Linked DNA regions of Mus musculus: regions 1 and 3 are each linked to region 2. The links are chromatin contacts, called in public HiChIP or PLAC-seq maps. All regions are on one chromosome and are shown on one strand. The core of a region is the stretch at or near the end of the contact, and the rest is flanking DNA. Distances in the headings are between cores, read along the strand shown.

Region 1 (4,975 bases), core at 1,625-4,124, 520 kb before region 2:
CCTTCTTCTACTGTTCCTGTTACCAAAGTCTTTCTGACTTCGCTTACTATTCTGGGCTGGCCTGGCGTACAGGACGTGTAGTTAGATTGATTGGTTTCTTCTTTCTCGGCTTGGCTCCTGTCTGCAAGTACACATCTCCCTTCTGTCTTCGTTTCAGCAACCACTCGCTAAATAATTGGCTCCAAGAACCTCCTTCAGAGTCTGTGTCATTTACAGAGATCTTTGTGCATATGGAGGTATCTCTCTTAAGACGTCTTGGAAATGAGGAAGTTTCAGAGGGGGGAAAAAGTCCTGCTTATCAAAACAAAGGGCTTTTATCCCCATTTCAGATCTAACAGCAGAAAGGAACACTAGCTTTCAGAAATCCCAGTGAAAAACTGACAAGACACGAAATATTTTTCTTTATCATACAGTGTCTATACTACAGGAGCAAACCAAGCCCGATTTAACTGATCCAATGCTGTTTTAGCGACAGATACACACGTAAACTAAGGCTCGGGCTTTTCCTCCCAGCTAGAACATGCTAAGTCTACTGTAGAATCACTAAAGCTAGGAAATTAAGAGTCCATTGGTAAATTCCATCCTTAATTCATGTTGTCATGCCCGAATGTCACTTCTCCTATAGCAAGCAGGATCACCCACTGTTGGGAAGCCACCAGAGAACGAAACCTGCTCCAGTGTTACTATGCAGGAGGACAAGCTTGAGTGCTCTTTGTGAAGCAGGACTGGAGTGAAGAACTGAAGCAAAAATAAAGAGTAAGAGAGAGCGCATCAGACACAGGCCAGGTCCTCGCTGTCCCTTGTTCTCTTTCTGACATAGTCCTGTTGTCTTGGAGGAGATCTTCACAGCAGGGCACTGGATGCTGCTCTCACTACAGTGGCCTAAGCTCTTACCAGTGTAAGACTCGAAATAAACCAGAAAAGATCTATAAGCCGCAACGATCACAACCAATAAAATGCTACAATCTTACGTTTGTGTAACTGCATGTGTGTGGAGCGCAAAAGGGGGCTTGTCTTCTAGTCCAGCAGCTGCTGGTTTGGTCCTTGTATCAATGATGCTCTTTGAGCATTACAGATTCTACACTTGCTCAAATGAGATGATCACACTCTATTTATACTGAGTCACTATTTTAATTTTTTATGCCGACCCAGCAGGGAATCATGTGTTTAGCTCTGTTTGATCATGGCATTAATAAAATCTGTTACTAAAGAAAGAAACCCATGGTCCTACCTCAGGTAAGAACAGATTTAGGAAGTGATTCATCCTGCTCTCTGTCCACTGGCTCTAGAGTGGCTAAAAACCACATAAAATAGAAAAAAGGAAAAGGGTCAACTCGCCTGGGATTTTGGTTTCCGTTTTCCACTTCTTCATCACAAAGAGGTCTGCTTCCTATTCAAAGGCTTTCTCACTATTTTACAGGCCCTGGCCAGAAGTGACATTTTCAGTTTGCTATTTGTCTGTAAATCTTAATGTTATTATCTTTCCACTTTTGCAACTCGGAACAGTTGATCATGCACAAAGGAATGACTGGACTGACACGTTCCGATAGCATAGAGAATGAGGCAGCCCTGCCCTTATCCTGCTCAAAGACTGTTTCTCACAGAGAAGAATGACATTGCAAACGAAGAATTCTTGTGAAAAATATCTTACTAGCATTTTTCAAGCGTATGAATTTACAAACATGTGTAGAAGAACAGCTGTTACTCTGAACCTAAATTCTGCCGTTACATTTGTATCACAGATGTGCTGTGCTCACAGACGAGTCTGAGCACTCCGATTGGCTGGATTGGCTTGATAAGTGCCCATTTCAATCACTAATGATGCTGACTCCGGTCCAGTGACTGACCTCGGCAAAACCCCCATCTCTTCATCTTCCCTTCTTATGAAAGTGCTGCGGCTCTGTCATGCAGTTTCTTTGCCTTTTCCTCATCAGAGAACAAGTCCTAGAGATAGTGTGAGGGTCCCAGGAAGAAGAATAGAGGCACATGGTAAAGCACTGTAGCATGTAAAAATGCTGTCTTACAAACAGGCTTATTTAATTTAAACCACAGAGCTGCCAGGCTCCCATTTCTTCCAGTGGAGCCTGTCTTTTCTTTTTTTTTTCTTTCACTACGCAGATCATTAGAATTTTACTCCTTGTTTCTCAACTCTCAGGGTATGCACAGTTATACCTTCTGAGTAGATGCACTATGTTCACCAGTATCGGAGCCACTAGCACCCGAGCCTGTCTTTTCTTGAGTTCATTATATATTGAGGTTACATTACGATTTACGTTTGGCTAAGTCACTGGTGAGATACAAGGCAGTTAAAAATATCACACAGCAGTGTCGGTAAATAGAGCAAAGTCACCGCGGCATTTGAAGAGGCAAAAAAAAGTCATCTCACTAAATGAGGATCCGAGCTGTCCTGCACCAAGGCTGTTACTAATAAATAAAAGGCCTCTGGGAAAAGTGCTGAGCAGACGCTGGCTCTATTTTCAGCTTGCGTCAGCAGCTGCCGCCCCTGGGATCACATCTCTACGCGCTCCACACCATATGTAATCACTGCGGCGCTGCAGCCAGGAAGACAATGAAAGAGCGTGGCATAAATCTATACTGAGTAGAATGCTAAATGAGAGAAATAGTACAGAAAGAGGGGGAATAAACCACATTTTCAAGTCATTAGGAAGAAAGACTTTGACATATGAAGTGCTGCAACCATTAATAGCACTTATCATATAGAGTGGAGACAAAGAGACAAATTAATCAAACTGACAGAATTGGGACGTTTTATGCTAATGCGGGCTCCTGGGTTTCAGTCTGTAGCCCCCGCCTGTGTCAGGAAAACTGATACCATTACAGGGCAGGAAACTGTACCAGCGGCATGCAACAGATCATAAAAATTCACCAGCAACTGCGGCAGCACTGCCAAGAGCTCTGTAGCAACGCTGATGGAGACCTCAACAGAGAAACCAGCAGCAAGCGATGAATGCAGATAAGCTGAAGAACATCTCCCATTCATGCATTGCAATTAAACACAGGCTTCTTGCTCATAATTATAGCGGGGAAACTGAAGTCTGTATCGCACCAGTGAAGGCTGCCCAGGCTGCGTTCAAGGCTACCCGCCCTCCACCAGAGCAAGCTCCACTATGACCTAAATTAACTGGCCCGGATTGCGGATGGCTTTAAAAACACGTAATGTAAACACAAAAGTATTAACATAAGACTTTAAAGGGAGGAGGGAAGGGGATAAATAGGTAGTTCAAATAAAATAGGTGAGCAGACTTTTCTCTGTATGCTTGTGTGGGTGGCACAGGGAAAAAGAACCAGTGACTGAATACATTTTTATAAAATACATGCTGTTCCTGACTTAGAAACAACTCCCAGCGTGAGAATAAGCTTGCTTCAAAGTGAATAGCAGGCGAGTGCCCAGGAAAGCTCCTGGGAGCCACTACCCTTTGTTCTCCAATTGTGAACTCCTGGGCGGTTGGTGGGGGTTCCACTAGCTCATTTATACCAATCTACAGAGATAAAGCACCGCTGCCCGGATACCCCATCTCTCCCCAGGGGGAGCTTGTGTGTCCCTGATACACAGACAGGCTATTTAGCTAGAATGCCAAAGATATCTCTCCATACAAAATAAGTATGTCCATAGTGTCAGGGGAGGCTGCAAAAGCGTATCAGAGCGCACACCGACGATGCCAGGTTTGTTGGCATTCTGGGTCTCTAGTCTTGGTGATCTGGTTTTGTTTCTTGTTTTTGTTTTTTTCCCTCTCATTCTCATTTAATGTACACAATACCTTTTCCTTTCTCCAGACTACTGCTATCATGTCTATGAACTTGACAATTTAATCAAATGGCTAACCTGTTACTTATTTTAGGTAATAGATTTGCTGACTAAAAAACACTGCAGCCACCAACAGAGAAATCAGGAATGGTGACTGAATAGTCTAAATGGGAAGACAGGGCAAACCCAGATTGTTCAATTGTAAGCCAATGCCATAGCTGCTGGGCCAACAAAACAGAGAGGGCGCTGCAGGGTAGTGGAGGGGCGCTTGACCCCAAACGGCCTCTTCTCCCATGCTGAAGCTGTTCCTATACTTTGATGTCTCCTTCGTTCACGGGCAGCATCCTTCTACTTCTCCTTTGTACTGTCGTGGCCTTTCACTTTACACAGGCTGAGACCTGGGCGCTTATTTTGAAAACCAAGCATTATTCATAAACTGCCTCCAAAGGGGGAAAAAAAAACCCAACCACAGTCTGTGTTCAGAAAGCCAACTTTAGACTTCCAGAATGAAACTTATCCAAACTGTCCATTCTGCCAGTCACGCCTTAGATACCAGGTCATGAAAAGCACAGGCTGCATTGTCTAACCCCACGTCACACGATCGCGGGAAAGTCTCAGGCACTGCGAATGGAGAGTGAAGATTCTTCCCACTGTCGCATGACTAGGATATTCTTATATCTGACTATGCTAGCGGTTTCTACCGCGCCCAGCCTGGCTACCATGAAATCTGAAAAGCACACCTGGATGCACAGATGAACGTGGGGGCTGCGTCCCCTCACGAGTGCTGTGTGCAGGTGCCCTGGCTTAGTTTACTCGGGTATCGGGGCCACTGGAGCTCTAATGAGCAGATCTTAGTGTACATCCCTTCCATCCTGCTTATCCCTTGTGCAGTTTCACAGTATGCATTTCACTGTATGTGTGCAGTTTCCCTGTATGCATTTCACTGTATGTGTGCAGTTTCACAGTATGCATTTCACTGTATGTGTGCAGTTTCCCTGTATGCATTTCACTGTATGTGTGCAGTTTCACAGTATGCATTTCACTGTATCTCACCCTTTGTTTGCATCACTGTCGGGTGCCACACGATGGGGTAGCGGTCATCAACTTTCAGCATGCTTTACAGCCAATGAGTGAAGTCAGAGGAAGCCTGTTTTACTAATGTATTGTTTGCAAAGACATATTTGAACCTGAATAAAATTTAAAGATGGA
Region 2 (4,447 bases), core at 328-2,827:
GACTTTGAAGCCCACAGGGTCTACCATAGTAAGTTTTGAGGCCAGAAGTAATATACACACTGTGAGATCCTGCTCCTCCTACAAACCAACCAACCAACCAACCAACCAACCAACCAACCAACCAACCAACCACTAACAAGTTAAATACAGTCTATAGAGTGGGGGGAAAAGTCTTTCATGGCTGTGTATGTATATTTATAATAAAAATAAAAGAACAAAAATAAAACCCTGAAGAAAGCAAGCAGCCAATCAAATCAGTACGCAGACTAATGATTAGACAGTTCTCAAAAGATGTAATACAAGTGGCTAATAAACACAAGAGAAATGGCCTGGTCAAAACCAGCCCTGATTAGGTCCTAGGTCCTAGAGAGGAGTCTAATGTTATCTTGCTATATTAACATGTTATCAACCTGCTTCTAAATAGTGATATTTATTCCTATGGATTAGAGTGGCTTTCAACCCTGGCTAGAGAAGATTCTTTTTGAAGTTGTAGTATTTAACTCAGGGAGGGAGGGAGGGAGGGAGAGAGAGGTTAAAGTGTTAAGGATCAGTAACTGTGAGTGCTCAGTCCTAAGTGGGACAGCTGTATCAACAACCTAAGAAGGCTCAGGGAATATCACAGAAGAGGAGAAAAGAATCCAAGAACCAGAGGATCTCAGGAGGCGGTGAAATGCTGGCTGATGGACAGGGTCTAGGTATTCCACTCATCAATCCATTGCAGCTGTGGCTACCCACACAAGATCAGCCAATCAATAAACCAGCATAGAAGGCGAAGAGGCTCATGAGGCCCCACCCTTAGCTGAGCAAGTGATAGCTGCTGGAGGAAGGGGAGTTACAAGCATTTTCCTTGGAGGGGTGTGGCTGCTGCTAGGTTGCCCAAGCGTGGTGGCTGATCCAAACCCTAGGGTTTTGGGGAACAGTAACTGGATTCAGTGGGTCACAAAAAGAAGACAAAGGAGGAAGGGGCATTGGGGAATGGATCCAAAAGGAGTAGGATAATCATGTTGGGGATGTTCAAGATATATTGTATACATGCATGAAACTGTGGAAGAATAAAAGATACTCTTATGAGGAAAACATGGAAATTGCTCAACCTCACTAGCCACTGGGGAAAAATGCAAATTGGAACTTTGCTGTAATCTCACTTCAGCTGCCAGAAGAGTACCCTTATGTACACTGCTGGCAGAAATGTAAACTTGTCAGCCATTGTGAAATCACTACAGAAGATCCTCAAAACATTAAAAACACTAAAATAGGCCCCTGGATGTTTACCCAAAGGACTTCTGTTCGACAAGCGCATCACAGCAGTACTTCCACATCCATGTTTACTGCAGCGCTATACATAACAGCTGAGCTACAGAACTCACTGGGATGGCCAACAACAGAGGATAAAGAACATGCCACAGGTATACACAATAGAGTTTCCAGTGTGTCCTTTGTAGGAAAATGGATGCAACTGGAAACAAGTTAAACTGGTCTTAGAAAAGTATTTGTTTTCACTCCTTTGTGGTTCTTTAACTTTACAGATACATAGAATCACGTTTGTGTAAGACATCAAAGTAGAAGTGAAACTGTCTAAGAGGAACAATGAGGACTAAAGGAAGGAGGGTGGGTGAAAAGAGTGGTACGGGGTATGTTCATTATGCATGAGATACTTTTGTGAAAATGTCCTTTCACGACACAGTCATGTATCAGGAATACACACAATGGAGACTAAACGCAGATCTGAGACATATTTGGGAGGAGTTGGAGTAGGGTTCGAGATGGTCTAAATATACTGTATTCACGTATAAAACATTATTAATAAAAAGTAGAAAGTCAAGTAAAGATGCTGGTGGTCATTGTTAGCGATATGGGAATTGTAGTTACTGAAAAGGTCCAACAGGAACAATCATGATACAAAAATCACAGAGTGAAGTACAAGAACACATGCTTCCAACTGGAAAAATCTGACTATTTTTAATATACGTGTTTAGTATGTGGGAGGGAAAAACACACACAGGGTAAAGCACTTAGTCTCTGCCATAACACTCCAAGGGCATTTCGAAAGCTACTGCCAAGTGGTTGATTTTATAAACATGAAGATCTAAATAATGACATCATGCTTGTCTTTGTAAAGATTAATGCCTCAAGTCAATCCATTTTGTATTACAAGGAACTAGACTGGTCACCTGTGGAATCATCAGGGGTCCACGGGTGACTGCGAGCTGGCTTCTCTGAGGTTGGTCCTGAGGTAGTGATCATTCTGACACTAGGGCTGGATGACCGGCTGCTCACCTGTGAAGAAACGGTAGGAGGAAAAGCTGTCACTTTTTTCTTTTTTTAAAAAAGAATTACAAGACACATCTTCACATCCAATAAGAGGCAAACATTTTCAATTTTTACTAGTAGATGCCTAAGACTCTTGAAAGCAGCATTCTAAGTATATAGTCAGTGTATATCAAATTCACTATGCATTCATACATAGCATCTCTTCAAAACTTACAGAGAAATAAAGCCCACAAAACAAAAGCGGACGGGTAGCCCTTAAGCTGCCAATGCTAAGACTTTACAACCCTGGATCGTCTGTTATGTTGAGGAACTAGTAACAGAGCCACCAATTCTCTGTAGGATGAGAAGGCCTGCTTAATCCCCGCTCAAAGCCAAGGCTCGGGAATGCTTTGTTCTGTGGGAAAGAGAAAACTAGCAAAAAATGAAAAACCTTCCAATAAAAGCAGTTGGCAAGCCCAGCATGGTGGCAGACAGCTGTGATCAGCACTTGGAGGCAGAAGCAGGAGGAACATGAAAGTCCCTTGTACAGGGACACGAAATGAAGGAAGACAGAACTGAGCGACAGTATGAGAAATGAGACAGACGCATGTCCCATGTTTCACATGGTCAGATATGGTCAAATTCCAGAAAACAGACAAGCAAAAAATAGAAGTGGCCTCCCGAGGGAAATGGCAGCTACAGGTGAAGTGTCCCTAAGTCAACAGATCTGAAATTAGAAATGCTTTGAAACCTGAAACTTCCAGTGCTCACAAGATGCCACAAGTAGAAACTGTGTACCTAACAAACACCTCATGTGACTGAAGCCATCATTTAAGTGACCTGCAGGCGATGCATATTGTACAGAGAAAACAAATGCATGGCAAGTTCAGGCCTGGGCCTTATGAGCCAGGTGTCCCATCACATACATGTGTATATTTCAAAATCTGGAAGAAAAACCCTCAAAGCCAGAAACACAACCCATTTCATGCTTTTCAGAAGAAATATTCAACACGCACTCACAAACCATGAGCTTCAGCCACCACGGAAGCCAGAGAATGCTGGCAGAAGACTGCCCGCAGCCTGGAACAGTGAAGAATGTGCTCAGAACAGCATCTGAAATGATAAGCCTCACCTTACCTACCTCACAAACTCCTACAACAGGAATGTCTAAGCAGGAACTTTACTTAACAAGAATTTTTTTTTTTTCCTGGACCAAAGGGCTAAAATTCAGTTTCCTTGAAGAAAATCCTGATAAGAATGGGTACTAGTCTTCTCCATACTGAAAACAGTAGGTAAGAAGACAGTAATGAACTTACAAAACTACCAAACAACACAGAAATATAATCTACAGCATCATAAAACCAGGATAAGCAAGAACATTGCTTTTAAAATGCTTGGGTTTTTCAGGAAAAGCAGGCTTGGTACAAATGTTAAAATCTCCAAGGTATTTACTACAAGTGGCATGATCTAACTTTTCACCTAGAAAGGCAAAGGGGATGAGAAATGAGAAATGTACCTATTCCACCTCAGAGATGGTAAGAGGATAAAGAAGAGTCTAAAATAAAGATGGACTAGTTTACCAGGAAAAGGAACAAACGCAAACTACACCATTAAAGCACAAAATGCAACAAAGCACAACCCCCAACCCTGGGGTAGAGATGGCTTGGTGGTTAAAAGTGCTTCCTGTCTCTACAGGGCTGACTTTCCAGGGGGCTGAGGAGGTTCACAGCTCTGGCACCAGGGAATCTGATGTTCTATTCTGGCCTTTTTTGGGGACCACACACATGTAGCATGCATATGTGCACGTACACAGAGACAAACACATAACATAACATAACATCCAACAGTCAGGATGAATTAAATGTGATCCTAAGAGATGAATCTAATTTACATAAGTTAAAACAGGGGCTGGAAAGATGACGGGTTGTTAGGAGCACTCCCTGCTCTCCTACAGTGCCCAGGCCAGGTTCTCAGCTCCTACATCAGATGACTCCCATGTGCCTGAAACTCCAGCTCCAGGAGATCTGACACACCCAGCCTCCTCGGGCGCCTGCATACTCCTGCACATCCACACCTCCCATTAAAACAACAACAAAAATGTGAACAACTAGAAAAAAATGAAGTTAAATAGAAAAGATAAACCATGTAAAAAAGCACTCTAGGTTATGTTAATAGAATATTAATATTAAAAATATAT
Region 3 (4,661 bases), core at 251-2,750, 910 kb before region 2:
CTGACATTGCGCCCCTTATTATCTATATGTGTGTGTTCAGGCTGGGTGTACAGATGGATAAGAGCAGATCTTGCTTTTGCCGTGCTCAGGTGACAGTGGGGAAGACGGGCACCAAAGACCATTGTGACACAGAGTGCTGGCTCGAGGGGGAGGTGGCAGCCTAGAGATCAGACCCTAAGAAGGTACAAGGAGCTCAGCCTTGCAGTGCATATTGTGCCTGTGAGCAGACAGAAGCCAGCTGCTGGAGTTCAGAACACAAGGCCAGGTGGGCTTCTTGGGACAGATTTCATTTGCCTGCTGTTCTCCACAGATGTCTGTGTCTAACCAACAAGCCTCGCTCCTTCATCTGTGGGAAGGGACTTTGTATATGTTATTCAGGTAAGGATCATGGAATGAGGATGTGGTCTGGATTGTGTGAACACTAAATCCCATGAAAAGTGTCCTCTAAAAAGAGGCGGTGGTGGGGGTGGGGGCTTTGACACATGTTGTAGAAGTGGAAGCCATGTGGCTAGGAATGCTGGCCCTGCAGGTTGAAGAGTGCTGGGGTACTCTTAGCATGGAGTGGGAGCAGGGCCTGCTGACATCTTGCTTTCAGAGTTCTGCACTCCAGAATGGGAGAGAAGAAATTTCTGTTGATGTAAGCCACTGAATTTGGGCTAATTTCTCATGCAGAACCTTGGAAATCTATACAGCCCGGTCCTCCATGGGCAGGGAGGGCATGCACACGGGAGGGTGATGGAACTTAGCACAGTTGGCCCCAAATATCTTTAATTTTTTTAAAATTACATTTTCATGTATTTGCTTTCATTTCTGTGCTTTGCTGCACGTCAGACAACCAGCAGGAACCTGTTCTTGCCTTCCCCCATTGAGACGCTCTCCTTTCGGGTGACTATGGTTTACGAACTTAAAAAGTCCCACAGCCTTCCAAATTCAAATGCTTTTTACAAGTTGTCTTTATAAAAATATACACTCTTTTAAAATCCAAATTCTCTGTAAACCCTCACCCCAATTTTTTTTTAAAAGTTAAAAGTCTCGTAACTGTAAAATCAAAAATAAATTTCTTACTTCAAGTTGGAAGAACTAGGGCACGGTCACAATCTGAACAAAGTCAAACAACAAGACGTTATACCCAGCAGTGTAGCTAATGGACTGTCCAGTGTCTGGGCTCCTCCCAAGGGGCTTGGGTCGCTTATCTGGCTCCACCCTCTGCAGCACACACAGCTCATCTTCTCAGCTCAGGCAGGCTCCACTCCACCACTGCTGCTGTTCTCTCATAGTTATCCCATAGCACTGGCATCTCCAAAATGCTGGGGTTTTCCGCAGTTGGCCTGCACTTTCACCAATAGCCTCTCATAGTACCAAGCCTCAACTTCTCTGAATGACTCCTTTAATCCTGGACCTTCGACCTTCCCCAGTGGCCTCTCCTGGCCTCTCACAGTGCCAAGTATCAGCTGCTCTCCATGACCCTCTCATTCCTTCAAAACCAGTTCCACCTGGGTGAGGCTCACACTATCAGGTTTGGCTGTGAGTGTGAGGTGCATACAACCTTGGCTGCCTCTGGTACACAGCTTCTGTGTGCTGCCTCTGAAGAAACACTTCTCAGAAGATGTCACCTCAGTGATGCTGCTCTCCTCTTAATCACCAATAATTTCTCAGCTCTAGTGGACCAGCATTGAGTATCCCAGCAAAGCAAAGGTTTAACTTTAGCAGTTCTGGTATCTTGTTAACCATAGCTGATTCTTCAGCTAGCCAGAACTTCACACAGAAATCTTTGCTTCCCTCTGACACTTCTTCAAGCCAGGCCTCCGCCCTCACTGCTCTCTCTCAGCATTCTTAGCTTCCAGGCTCCTACAGCAGCTCACCGAGCTCTCAACACCCAGTGGTTCTCTAGCCCCAAGTTCCAGTGTCCTCCCACAAGCCTCCCCAAAACATGGCCAGGTCTGTCACAGCAATACCCCACTCCCACTATGCCGGTACCAACTTGTCTCAGGGTTTCTCTTGCTGAGATAAAACACCATGACCAAAAAGCAAGTTGGGGAGGAAAGGGTTTGTCTGGCTTACATTCATTCCACATTACAGTCCACCACTGAAGGAAGCCAGAATAATTCCTTACAGGGGGCATCTCTGGAGTGAAGGCATGGCCCTGGAGACACAGCGCTGGTAGGGAGGGGTGGCTGAGCTATGTAGCCTGTGCACAGAGTGTGTGAGGGAGTAGCAGGAGCGCGGCCTCCACAGAGCTGTCATGCATGACGCCGTGCCTTGGTGCTGGTGTGACTAACAGCTTGTTTATAAAGGATCACGTGACAGTCCATTGTTCCTGCCTCTTAGGTAACGGCTCTGAGCATCAGATCACCAAGTAAAGAACACATACCTTTTTTTTTTTTTTAATTTCCCACATGGCTGAAGTCTTTTGTGTATACAGAGACGGTATAAATGTGTCCTGATATTGGTCCCTGAAGAGATCTTCCCTGCAGGGACACTGTCATTATTCACTGAATACAATTCTGCGATGTGTACTTCCTGTTGGCTTTTCCTGCTCATTTCTTTGGAAGGTTGCTATGTTTAGTCATTCCTGTGAATCGAAGGGAAGACCTTTAAACCCCGGGGAGTAATGCATACTCCTCAACGAGGTACCAGCACATGCCTCTTTCAGAGATTCACACGTTCAGATTCTAGAGAATTCTCCCCTGTGGAGGAAGAAGACCATCTGTGTTCTGTAGTGAGCTGGGATGAGTGTACTGTGGAACCTAACTGGGTTGTGTTTCTTATTTATTTATTTTATTTATATGAGTACACTGTAGCTGTCTTCAGACACACCAGAAGGGGGTGGGGGAGTTCTGGCCCTCACCTCTTCAGTTTGTAGTAGCCACACATGTTTGTTGGCTTGAGGCCACGTCACTCTAGTCTCTGCCTCTGTTGGTACCTCTGTGTCCGTGTTCCCACACTCCTGTGGCACATCCCCCATCTCTTTTCCTTCATTTTAAAATTTTTGTTTGACTTTATATGTTTGGGTGTTTTGCCTGCATGTATGTTTGTACACCGTGTGCTTGCCTGGTGACCACAGAGGCTGGGAGAGGGTGCTAAAGCTCCCGGAGCTACAGAGTGTCATAAGTCACCGTGTTCTAGCAGTTATGGAGCTGGGGTTAGAACTGGCACCAACTCTGGTCCAGTGTGTGTGCTTGTGTGTATTTCCAGGCCCTCAGTAAGGATGGGAGGATGTCAGGAGACAGCAGTGGCCACCTAGGCCTTTTAGACATCTTACAAAGCCCCTTTCTCAGGTATAAAATGAAAAGGGTAGAGTTGCATTTCTCTAGCCTTAGGAACACTAAAGAGAGGGATTGACAACCCTTAAGTGCCTCCTCCCTTCCCTCTCCACTCTTTCCCTCCCTCCCTTCTGTCTACCCACCTGTCTGTACTAAGCAGTTTCATTTGTGATGTTATCTGAATGAATGACGGTACCTTCTGCAGGACTTGTGGAGTCATCTGTACGATAGCCTGCTGAGCTTATTCAGGGCTGTGAGGAGCTAAAGAGAATCAGAGCTGGGCCCTGTGGACAGCCAGTCGGCAGGACACTGGCTGATGTTACTGTGTAGCCAGAGCCAACCACGGTGTGACAGGATGGGTGGCATGTGTCTTTCCCTTCCTCTTTCTGGAACTTGCCCTGGGGAGTTTGAAATCCTATCGTTTGTCCAAGTGACAGCAAACAAATGTGTACTAAGTTTCAGTTTTGGAAAGTTTATGATGCATGCAGATAAGACGTTTGTCCCAGCAGAGGCTGGGGTTTATCGTTTGGTCAAGTGTTCACATATGGAGAATTTAGGATGTACTGCCTCTCTCCCGTTATACTCCCTGCCTCGGATGAGTTTTCAAGGTCCTACATTCCTTTTGATATAAAAGAGATTTTAGGTGGGTTTCTTCCCCCCACCCCCCCACCCCTCTTATTAGCTGGAAAATTTGCCTTCAGTGATCATTAGAGTGTTTAAAAACCAAACCAAAAAATTACTTCTAATTTAGAAGGCCTGCTATTATGACTCTGCCACCATTTTGGACTTCCCTCTGGAACTTATATATAAGCCCAAATAAACTCTTCCTTCTATAAGTTGCCTTGGTCACGGTATTTTATCTCAGGGGCAAAAAAAGTAACAAATACTCAGGAGGCTGAGAGATGAGAGCTGCAACTGTCAGCATGGACTGGAACATGTGTGTGGAAATGGCCCCCACAGGCTCACAGGGAGTAGCCCTATTTGGAGATGTGCCCCTTTTGGAGGGCGTGTGTCACACGTGGCAGGGTTTGAGATTTCAGATGCTCAAGCCAGGCCCAGTGTCAGTGTCCTGCGGCTTACAGGTTCAGGTGGGGAACTTTTCAGCTGCTTCTCCAGCACCGTGTCTACCAACTTGCTTCTTGAGAGGATGACAGGATGAAATCTCTGAACTGTAAGCCAGCCTCCAATTAAATGTTACCATTTATAAGCAACGCCATGGTCATGGTGTCTCCTCACAGAAACCCTACCTCAGACAGCAGGCGACCTGGAAGTGGAGTATGGCCATCAAGTGGAGCAAGGGTCCACTTCCTAAAGGTTCTATAGCCTTGAAGGGAGCGAGGCCTTCCCTTTGGTATCAGGTTCATCCAAGAGGAAGACAGATTCCCTGCAGGCTACAGT

The links. HiChIP or PLAC-seq counts read pairs in DNA pulled down with a chosen protein or histone mark.
Region 1: a contact with region 2 is called in an H3K4me3 HiChIP or PLAC-seq map of bone marrow-derived macrophages, with 4 times the contacts expected there. The contact joins two enhancer-like sites. A contact is called at or near these places in 10 of 115 datasets of contacts at active chromatin or transcription factors (the 230-238 cell line, astrocytes, bone marrow-derived dendritic cells and 6 more).
Region 3: an H3K27ac HiChIP or PLAC-seq map of large pre-B cells shows a contact between it and region 2, with 5 times the contacts expected there. The contact joins two enhancer-like sites. A contact is called at or near these places in 1 of 115 datasets of contacts at active chromatin or transcription factors (large pre-B cells) and 1 of 9 other capture datasets (embryonic stem cells).

Annotation. Positions count from the first base shown.
Region 1 is chr4:32,529,125-32,534,099 of GRCm38.p6, reverse strand. All of the region lies in intron 2 of Bach2 (BTB and CNC homology, basic leucine zipper transcription factor 2), which reads right to left. Among named protein-coding and RNA genes, the nearest start is that of Bach2os, 40 kb to the left of the region's middle. RefSeq lists an enhancer at 1,341-3,704. Within about 2 kb of position 2,874, at least 128 of the 459 cell types and tissues checked have an H3K27ac peak or open chromatin away from gene starts, as enhancers often do. A contact at or near this core is called in bone marrow-derived macrophages, where this site is marked.
Region 2 is chr4:32,008,146-32,012,592 of GRCm38.p6, reverse strand. Map3k7 (mitogen-activated protein kinase kinase kinase 7) reads right to left here. Exons shown (of 16, transcript NM_172688.3): 13 at 2,172-2,277. Among named protein-coding and RNA genes, the nearest start is that of Map3k7, 46 kb to the right of the region's middle. Within about 2 kb of position 1,577, at least 41 of the 459 cell types and tissues checked have an H3K27ac peak or open chromatin away from gene starts, as enhancers often do. A contact at or near this core is called in bone marrow-derived macrophages, where this site is marked.
Region 3 is chr4:32,913,725-32,918,385 of GRCm38.p6, reverse strand. All of the region lies in intron 1 of Ankrd6 (ankyrin repeat domain 6), which reads left to right. Among named protein-coding and RNA genes, the nearest start is that of Ankrd6, 35 kb to the left of the region's middle. Within about 2 kb of position 1,500, at least 82 of the 459 cell types and tissues checked have an H3K27ac peak or open chromatin away from gene starts, as enhancers often do.